Regions from separate parts of the Mus musculus genome. Here region 1 is linked to region 2. A link is a contact called in public targeted proximity ligation data. All regions are on one chromosome and are shown on one strand. The core of a region is the stretch at or near the end of the contact, and the rest is flanking DNA. Distances in the headings are between cores, read along the strand shown. Region 1 has its middle 39 kb from the start of Ahnak. Region 2 holds the start of Bscl2 (Berardinelli-Seip congenital lipodystrophy 2 (seipin)).

Region 1 (3,585 bases), core at 732-3,231, 190 kb after region 2:
GGCCCTAGGAGGTTGAACCTTGTGTCTAGGGGAGGGCCTGAAAATGAGAGGTACTTCCACACAGGGATTGGGAGAAGGGAAGGGCTGCTTCCAAGTGTTTCCCCGTCTATCTCTGCACCTGCCATGCCTGCTCGACTCCGGTTTGAGAATCATCCAACAGCCTATAGTATGATCAGAGATTTCCACACTCCCCAAGTGGGATGGGGCAGTTCAGCCCACCCAAGCCCAGGGTAAGAACTCAGGACACCTAGAGCTCTTTAATCACAGATTAGAGCCTAGAAGGAAACAAGTCAAAATCCAAGAAGAAGCCTGGGCAAAGTGGATTAGTCAGGGCCAGGATGATTGGATGAGCCTGAGAAATGTAAAGGGTGTGGACGAGGAAGACTAGGAAAAAGAGGAAGAAGGGCTGGGGTGTGACTCAATGGTCTAGTAAGTGCAAAACGTTGTCTTTATTCGTTACTACGCAGACAGCCCCAAAGGGTGGCTGTTCATAGGGTTTGAGCCCTGCCTTTCTGGGTGCCCCAAATAAATGTACCCTAAGAAAACAGAGTACTGTAACATCAAGGCAAAATTTTTGCTCTGACCCCAAATCAAATGATCTGACACCCCCGCCCCCTACCCCAATTCACCAATTCAGCTGTTAGTGTCCAGGAAACAAGGGATCCCAGTCTCTGGGAGTAATTGTAGCCACTTTCAGCCAACCAGCCAATCCTGGAACTAATCCAAGTTCTGCCACAGTTCCTAGGCAGATTTTTATCTATTTAGACCAGGCTGGTGTGAAGTAATGAGCCAGGCTGATGGCCAAACAAGACTGGGCATATGATACTGGGCAATCACAGAAAAAAGACCAGCAGAGACCAGCTGGAAGCTGCTGTACGTGGGTCACATGTTGCCTCTGGGGCCTACCCCTTACCCGGTGGGACCTTCATTTCTAAAATGCGGCATCAGCCCCAACTCTCTGCTTTATACAGACTTTGCCTAAAAGATGACTTTGTATATGACGGCATCTTAGGTTTGCACTTTTGAATGCTGGTATTTAAAAGAGGGCTGGGGACATGGTTTGGTACTTAAGCTCTTGCTCTCGTACGTGAGGACTTGAGTTCTGGTGTCCAGAATTGAGGCGAAAGGTGGGCATGGTATTCTGGTCTGTAACCCTATCACTGGGAGATGGGGTGGGGATAGAGAGCTCCCAGAGCTCTCTGGCCTGACAGTCTAGCCCATTGGTGAGCCAGATCAAGTAAAAGAACAGGTGGACAATGATAGAGAAAGACAGGTGACTTTGGCCTCTGGCCTTCACATGCATGGGCATAGTCTTGTACACACATACACACACGTGCACATGCATAAACATGCACACAGATACAAGTACACACAAGTAATAATAAAAACAGGACTTGTGTGTGTGGGCTGGGAATGTAGCAAGTCCTGGACTTGCCATATCATAAGCCTGGTGTGGTGGCACACAACTGAAACCCCAGAACTCAGGAGGTGGACCCAGGAGAATCTAAACAGAACTCAGGAGGTGGACCCAGGAGAATGGAGGAGGTGGACCCAGGAGAATCTAAAGTTCAAGGTCATCCTCCCATTGACGGCTTTATTCCAGGACAGCCTGGGCTACACAAGAAGTCACCCTCCTGGTGACTATTTAAGGTCCATCCATCCATCCATCTCCTGGAATCTGGCAGCCCTTACTGAGCTGTAGTCACATGGGACTGCAGTGTGGGGCACTTGGTACCCTCCCCGAGGAAGGAGCTTCAGCTTAAAGCTCACTACTCCTGTCCACCCAAAGTGGAAGGCTTTGATTTTTTTTTTCAGCCATGCAGTATAGCCTGCTCTGTGTGTTTTTTCCTGTGTGTGCCGTCTCTTCCAGGATACACAGCTGCCAGGCAGCCGGTGCTCTGTCCCCTTGCTCAGGCAGCCAGGCCGTGGGGAGGACTGGAATGTGAAAAGCCAGGGAGAAGAATGACAGTGCATTTTCTATTTGCAAGCCTGCGAGTCTGGCTCGCCACTTGAATTTCAAGTGGGCCCTTCAGGCAGATAGGGATGTCAGGTGAGAGAGTGGAGGCAGCCAATCTGAATTGTCTAAATTCCTAGAAAATAAATTCTAGGAATTTAGCTGTAGGAGTAAGGTGGGTCAGGTAGGGCAAATTCACTGTAGGGGGTGGGGGCCTGGTGTGGGTAGGCTTCCACTTTTTTTTTCCTGTTTGCACACCATATTTTCCTTCAAACTATTTTCCTATTGAATCTAATAGACAAGCTTTGAACTAAGGTTTTTATTTTTTCTTTAACTGAGCTGCAGATCTCTTTTAGAGGAAAAAAAAAAAGCCACTCCCTTTAACCACTGTTTTTGGTTACTGCTCTTTGTTTGGAGTAATTACTACCCTTAAAAGTGGGAAATTACAGATTACAGATTATCAGAAGGAAATAAGTGCTTTGGATTAGCCAGACTCTTGCCCCTGGATGGCCATTCCAGGCCTTGCCAGTCTCCCAGGTACAAAGCCCTGTACTACATGTTCTGCAAACACTCCCTTTCCTTGTTTCCAGAGAGGAAACGGTTGGATCCTGTGTGTCACTTGTCAGGTTCTTGTTACATAACCATGGAAAACCTTTGATAGGGTTTGCTGGTCACAGGAATGAGTACAGGGAACAACATGGGGTCGTGGCTTGTCTTTTATCCACTGTGCCCTGACAGCGGATTGAACTTGGAGTGTATTTTCTAGCACTGATTTAATATTCACTAGAAAGATTTATAAGTTGGATGGGGTGGTGTCTTAGGGTTTCTATTCCTGCACAAACATCATGACCAAGAGGCAAGTTGGCGAGGAAAGGGTTTATCTGGCTTACACTTCCATACTGCTGTTCATCACCAAGGAAGTCAGGACTGGGACTCAAGCAGGTCAGGAAGCAGGAGCTGATGCAGAGGCCATGGAGGGATATTCCTTACTGGCTTGTTTCCCCTGGCTTGCTCAGCCTGCTCTCTTATAGAACCCAAGACTACCAGCCCAGAGATGGTCCCACCCACAAGGGGCCTTTCCCCCTTGATCACTAATTGAGAAAATGCCTTACAGTTGGATCTCATGGAGGCATTTCCCCAACTGAAGCTCCTTTCTCTGTGATAACTCCAGCCTGTGTCAAGTTGACACAAACTAGCCAGTAGAGGTAGGGTGGCTGGAGAGAGAACTTAGTGGCTAAGAGTGACTCCGGATCTTTGGGAGGACCAAAGTTTGATTCGCAGCACCTACATTGGGTAGCTGACATTCATTTGCTACTCCAGCTCCAGGGGATCTGACTTTCTCTTCTGGCCTCCTTGGGTATCTGAACTCATGTGGCATATACTCACAGATACACATACCCATTTAAAAACAATCTTTGTGGGGTAGGGTGGCACATACCTTTGATTCCAGCTGATTAATCAGGAAGCAGAGGCAGGTGGATCTCTGAGAGTCTGCGGGCAATCAGAGCTACACAGCGAGTTCCAGGACAGCCAGCGCCACATAGTGATACCCCGTCTCAAAAACCAAAACAAAAAATTTGGATGAGAATGCTGTGGTGGGACGGCCTGACTGTTGGTTTACGCAGAGAGGG
Region 2 (3,645 bases), core at 191-2,690:
ATAGGTATCAAATTGCATGAGAAAACTAAGATGGGTATTTTAGAGGATAAGGTAGGGCAAGGATTAACCTAATAACACATTTTAAGCACTTTTGGCTTTTTACCACATCTGAGCTGATAGAGATTAGTCTTTTTAGTCTCTTGCTACTCCCTGTGTACAGTTTAAGCATATACACATAGAAAAAAACATTCATTAGGTATTAGGCACCTATTGCATTCTAGACATTGTAAGCAGGCAGGGATTATAACAAGGATCCTTCCTGGGGTTTTCACAAGAAAGAAGGAGCAAAGGTTATAAAATACTGAAGTCTGCGTGTGTGCGCATGCACGCGCTCTAGAGAGAGAGTGTGCAGGGTACTCTTGTGGAGTCAGAAAAACTCTTGAGTTCTCCCCCACCACCTTGATGGTTGAAACTCACTGGGCCTGCAGTCAAACACCTGTACCTGTTCAGCCATTTGGTTATGACACCCAGGGAATAGTTAGACCTTCCTACCCAGAACGATTTGTCACCTAAAACTAGAACAGCCGGGCATGGTGGCGCACGCCTTTAATCCCAGCATTCAGGGAGGCAGAGGCAGGCGGATCTCTGAGTTTGAGGCCAGCCTGGTCTACAAAGTGAGTTCCAGGACAGCCAGGGCTATACAGAGAAACCCTGTCTCGAAAAACCAAAAAGAATAAAAACAAAAACAAAACAACTAGGACATTTAAATGTAGCCCAGGATCCAAAACATATATGTACGTTCACTCAGACCAAAAAGCTTCTAGGCGGTGGCCTGGATCCCCTAACCCTTTGCCGGGATCTCACTCTAGGAGGCATTCTTGAGACATGGTTTCCAGTCAGACGACATTCTGAACCCTTGTGATGTTTTCAGTTACCTTGAGGAGAAAATAAAAAAGCCCCAATTCAACAAGAAAACAAATTTATTACTTATTTAGATCCCACAGAGACCAAGGAACAGGGTGCTCCAAGATGGCCTGTTTAACACATTTGTGTTATTACATACACCTCAAAGGGAACCTCTACTCAGGCGAGATTCTTATGCAAAACTCACTCTGGGCTTCTTGGGTCCCAGTCCTAGTGACTGGTTGTTTTAAGTCAGGATTTCATTGTGTATTGTGTGTCGTCGTGGCTGGCTTGGAACTCAGAGATCCATCTGCCTCTGTGTGTGTCCAACACCTCCGGAGTGTTGGTCACCACACTGAACTTAAGAACCCATGACTGCTTTAGGTGTCTCCCCATCCCCACTCCCCGTGATTGGTCTCCAAAGCATGTCTAGTTCCAGATTCTATGGGACAGAGAACCTGACTCTGACTTTGAGAGGGCAGGGGCAGCCATTTTAAGACCAGAGGATCGCATAAGGGATCGTTCCCTATTGGGAACGCTGGGGACCGCCATTTTAAGAGCACCCTCGGCGCGTGCCTCCATGCGGGTACGAACAGGCAGCCGCCATCTTGGGCATTGGCTGCCGCGCCGAGTCGCCCTGTCCCGCCCCACGGCCTCTCGGGCCACCTCCCCCCGGGGCTGCTGTCCCTGGGCCTGCGGAAACCCACCCTGCTCGCCCTTGTGTGGTTCTCGCCGCTTACGTTGCGCGCTCGTGTGAATGCTCCGCGGCTTCTGAGCGCTCGTTTTAACAACCCCCCACTGGGGGCGCTCGGGCACCTTATACTTTGCGATCTCCAATCCTTACAATGTCTAACGGGCTCGACTGGCCCTGTTCCCTGGATATGGCAAGTGTATCGATTAAGGATCCTCTTTCCCAAGAACGCTAACACAGACGTTGTCCTCTGAGGCTCTGAATGACTTTATTCTTCAAATGCCTTTACCTTTCATAGCTCCAGGTGAGCACCCGGGCATCCCCCTCTCCATTGCCTGAACGGATGGATCACCGAGGGAAACAGGCAGGATTTTGGCAGTTTAGCGGGGTCCCTTTATAGATAGAGTAGAAGGTGCTTGGAGTTAGCCTGAAAGGGTGAGGAGATGGGGTAGACATGGGTAAGGAGGGCCTTGTGCTTCAAATAATCTCCGGGTAAATGCGGGTAGAAGTGATCTACTACAATTTCCAATCTAAGGGCGGGTCTGGGAGGGGGCGATGAGTTCAGAGGAGGTCCACCGCTCTTCAGAGGAGCGCACAGAAGAACTTCTTCTCCCGGAAGGGGTTCTCGGAAGTGGGCACAGGAGTGATGAGGGGGTCCTCACAAGCGTGGGCATCACAGTATGTCATCAGGTCTGCTGCTGCCTTGGACACCTGGAACCCAGCCAGGAAGGGATACATTAACCAGAATTCCTGAAAGGGACTGCAGTTCTCTTCTCCAATAGACTATCTTTTTGTTTCTAGTGCCCTTTGAGACAGCCCTCTCCCCCAACGCCAGTCCTCGGGAACAACTTTGCTGACAAAGCCCAGTTTCTGCCACTGACCTCAGGGTGTCAAGAAAAGAAGCATCTTTTCTTGGGGGGAGGGGGGAGGGGAGGGTATTGCAAACCCACAGCTGAGCCCTGAAGGGCTGATGGGAGCCAGGGTCGCACCCACCTTTATCCGGCACAAGCTGGCCTCAATCTTAAGCTGTTCCACCATCTTGCGTGCTTGACCAATACTCATAGTGCTGTTAACGGGGGTCTCCCCTTTCATCCTGGAGTAAAGACAGTCAGCTGAAACACTCAGCTCTTCACAACCACACACCTGGGATTGTGCCCCCATTCTCCAGTGGCCATCCCAGGTTTTTTTTTCTTTCTTTTTTTTTTTTTTTTTTAAGTAGGGAGAATGGAGAAGATAAAATGAAATATTCTCCTAACCCCTGGGTCCTGGTCATCAAATTATACAAACGATTTAAGGATTTTAAGTCTTTGAGCCAAATATGTTACCAGCAATGAAAGCCTCAGTCAGAAAGAGCCCCACCCTGATGAAATCACATCAGCCACCTGTCCCCCCTCAAGCCCTGAAGAGAAAAAAAGCTGCTTTCTACTCACCTGAAGTAACAGCAGCGGCAGCCAGGGATGTAGGGTCAGTGGGGAGGGGGCACCAAACCCTGCCTCAGATAGGTGCCCCACCCTGCCAGGACTTGGAGCTAAAAATATCCGTAGCACTGACAGTTAATGCAGAGAAGGTCACTAGAGATGCTCAGACGAGATCCTTGGAGGGGTGGTCTCAGTCTCCACAGCTTAAGTTCTGCCCAGATGGCTGGTACCTGAAGGATGAAGGATGCTAGAAGGAGCTGCTGATTCTGGCGCATACCAACTGCCTGGACAGTGGGGGAGTCAGTCTGCTGTTTGCATCCCCTGTGCACACCCTCACTGCTGCTCTCTCACTACCTGCCCCTGCCATTGTACAAGTCCTTAGTCTAAACTAGATAGCTCCCCAAAGGGCCTGAGGCAGAAGCAGGCTCCCCTCTCAAATGGGGTGGTCTGGGCCTGTGACAGCCCCTGCATTAGAGTCTGTCCCCACTGCGGAAGACCCTGCTCATTTGAAAGTCTGACATCAGCTGGGCTGCTGCTCCCCCACCCCCACCCCCACCCTGACACAGCACTTAGCACCTGAATCTTGGTTTCTTTCAGTGACCCACCGTTCTTCAGAGCTAGGAAAATGTAACACTCTACAGGTGATCAGCTTCTAGATCACCACTTTCTACCACGTGAGTGACGCGAGCTGGG

What was found.
Region 1: a targeted proximity ligation map of embryonic stem cells shows a contact between it and region 2, with 6 read pairs. A contact is called at or near these places in 4 of 39 promoter capture datasets (the C10 cell line, erythroid cells, fetal liver and 1 more), 2 of 130 datasets of targeted methods (embryonic stem cells and intestinal villus epithelium) and 2 of 9 other capture datasets (adipose tissue and liver).

What each region holds. Positions count from the first base shown.
Region 1 is chr19:9,026,045-9,029,629 of GRCm38.p6, forward strand. It overlaps a transcript of Ahnak not described here. Among named protein-coding and RNA genes, the nearest start is that of Ahnak, 39 kb to the left of the region's middle.
Region 2 is chr19:8,836,027-8,839,671 of GRCm38.p6, forward strand. It overlaps Bscl2 (Berardinelli-Seip congenital lipodystrophy 2 (seipin)), which reads left to right and starts at 1,441. Exons shown (of 12, transcript NM_001136064.3): 1 at 1,441-1,838; 2 at 3,550-3,645. It overlaps Gng3 (guanine nucleotide binding protein (G protein), gamma 3), which reads right to left and starts at 3,220. Exons shown (of 3, transcript NM_010316.3): 1 at 2,965-3,220; 2 at 2,528-2,627; 3 at 903-2,245. The coding sequence starts at 2,626. The coding sequence ends at 2,117.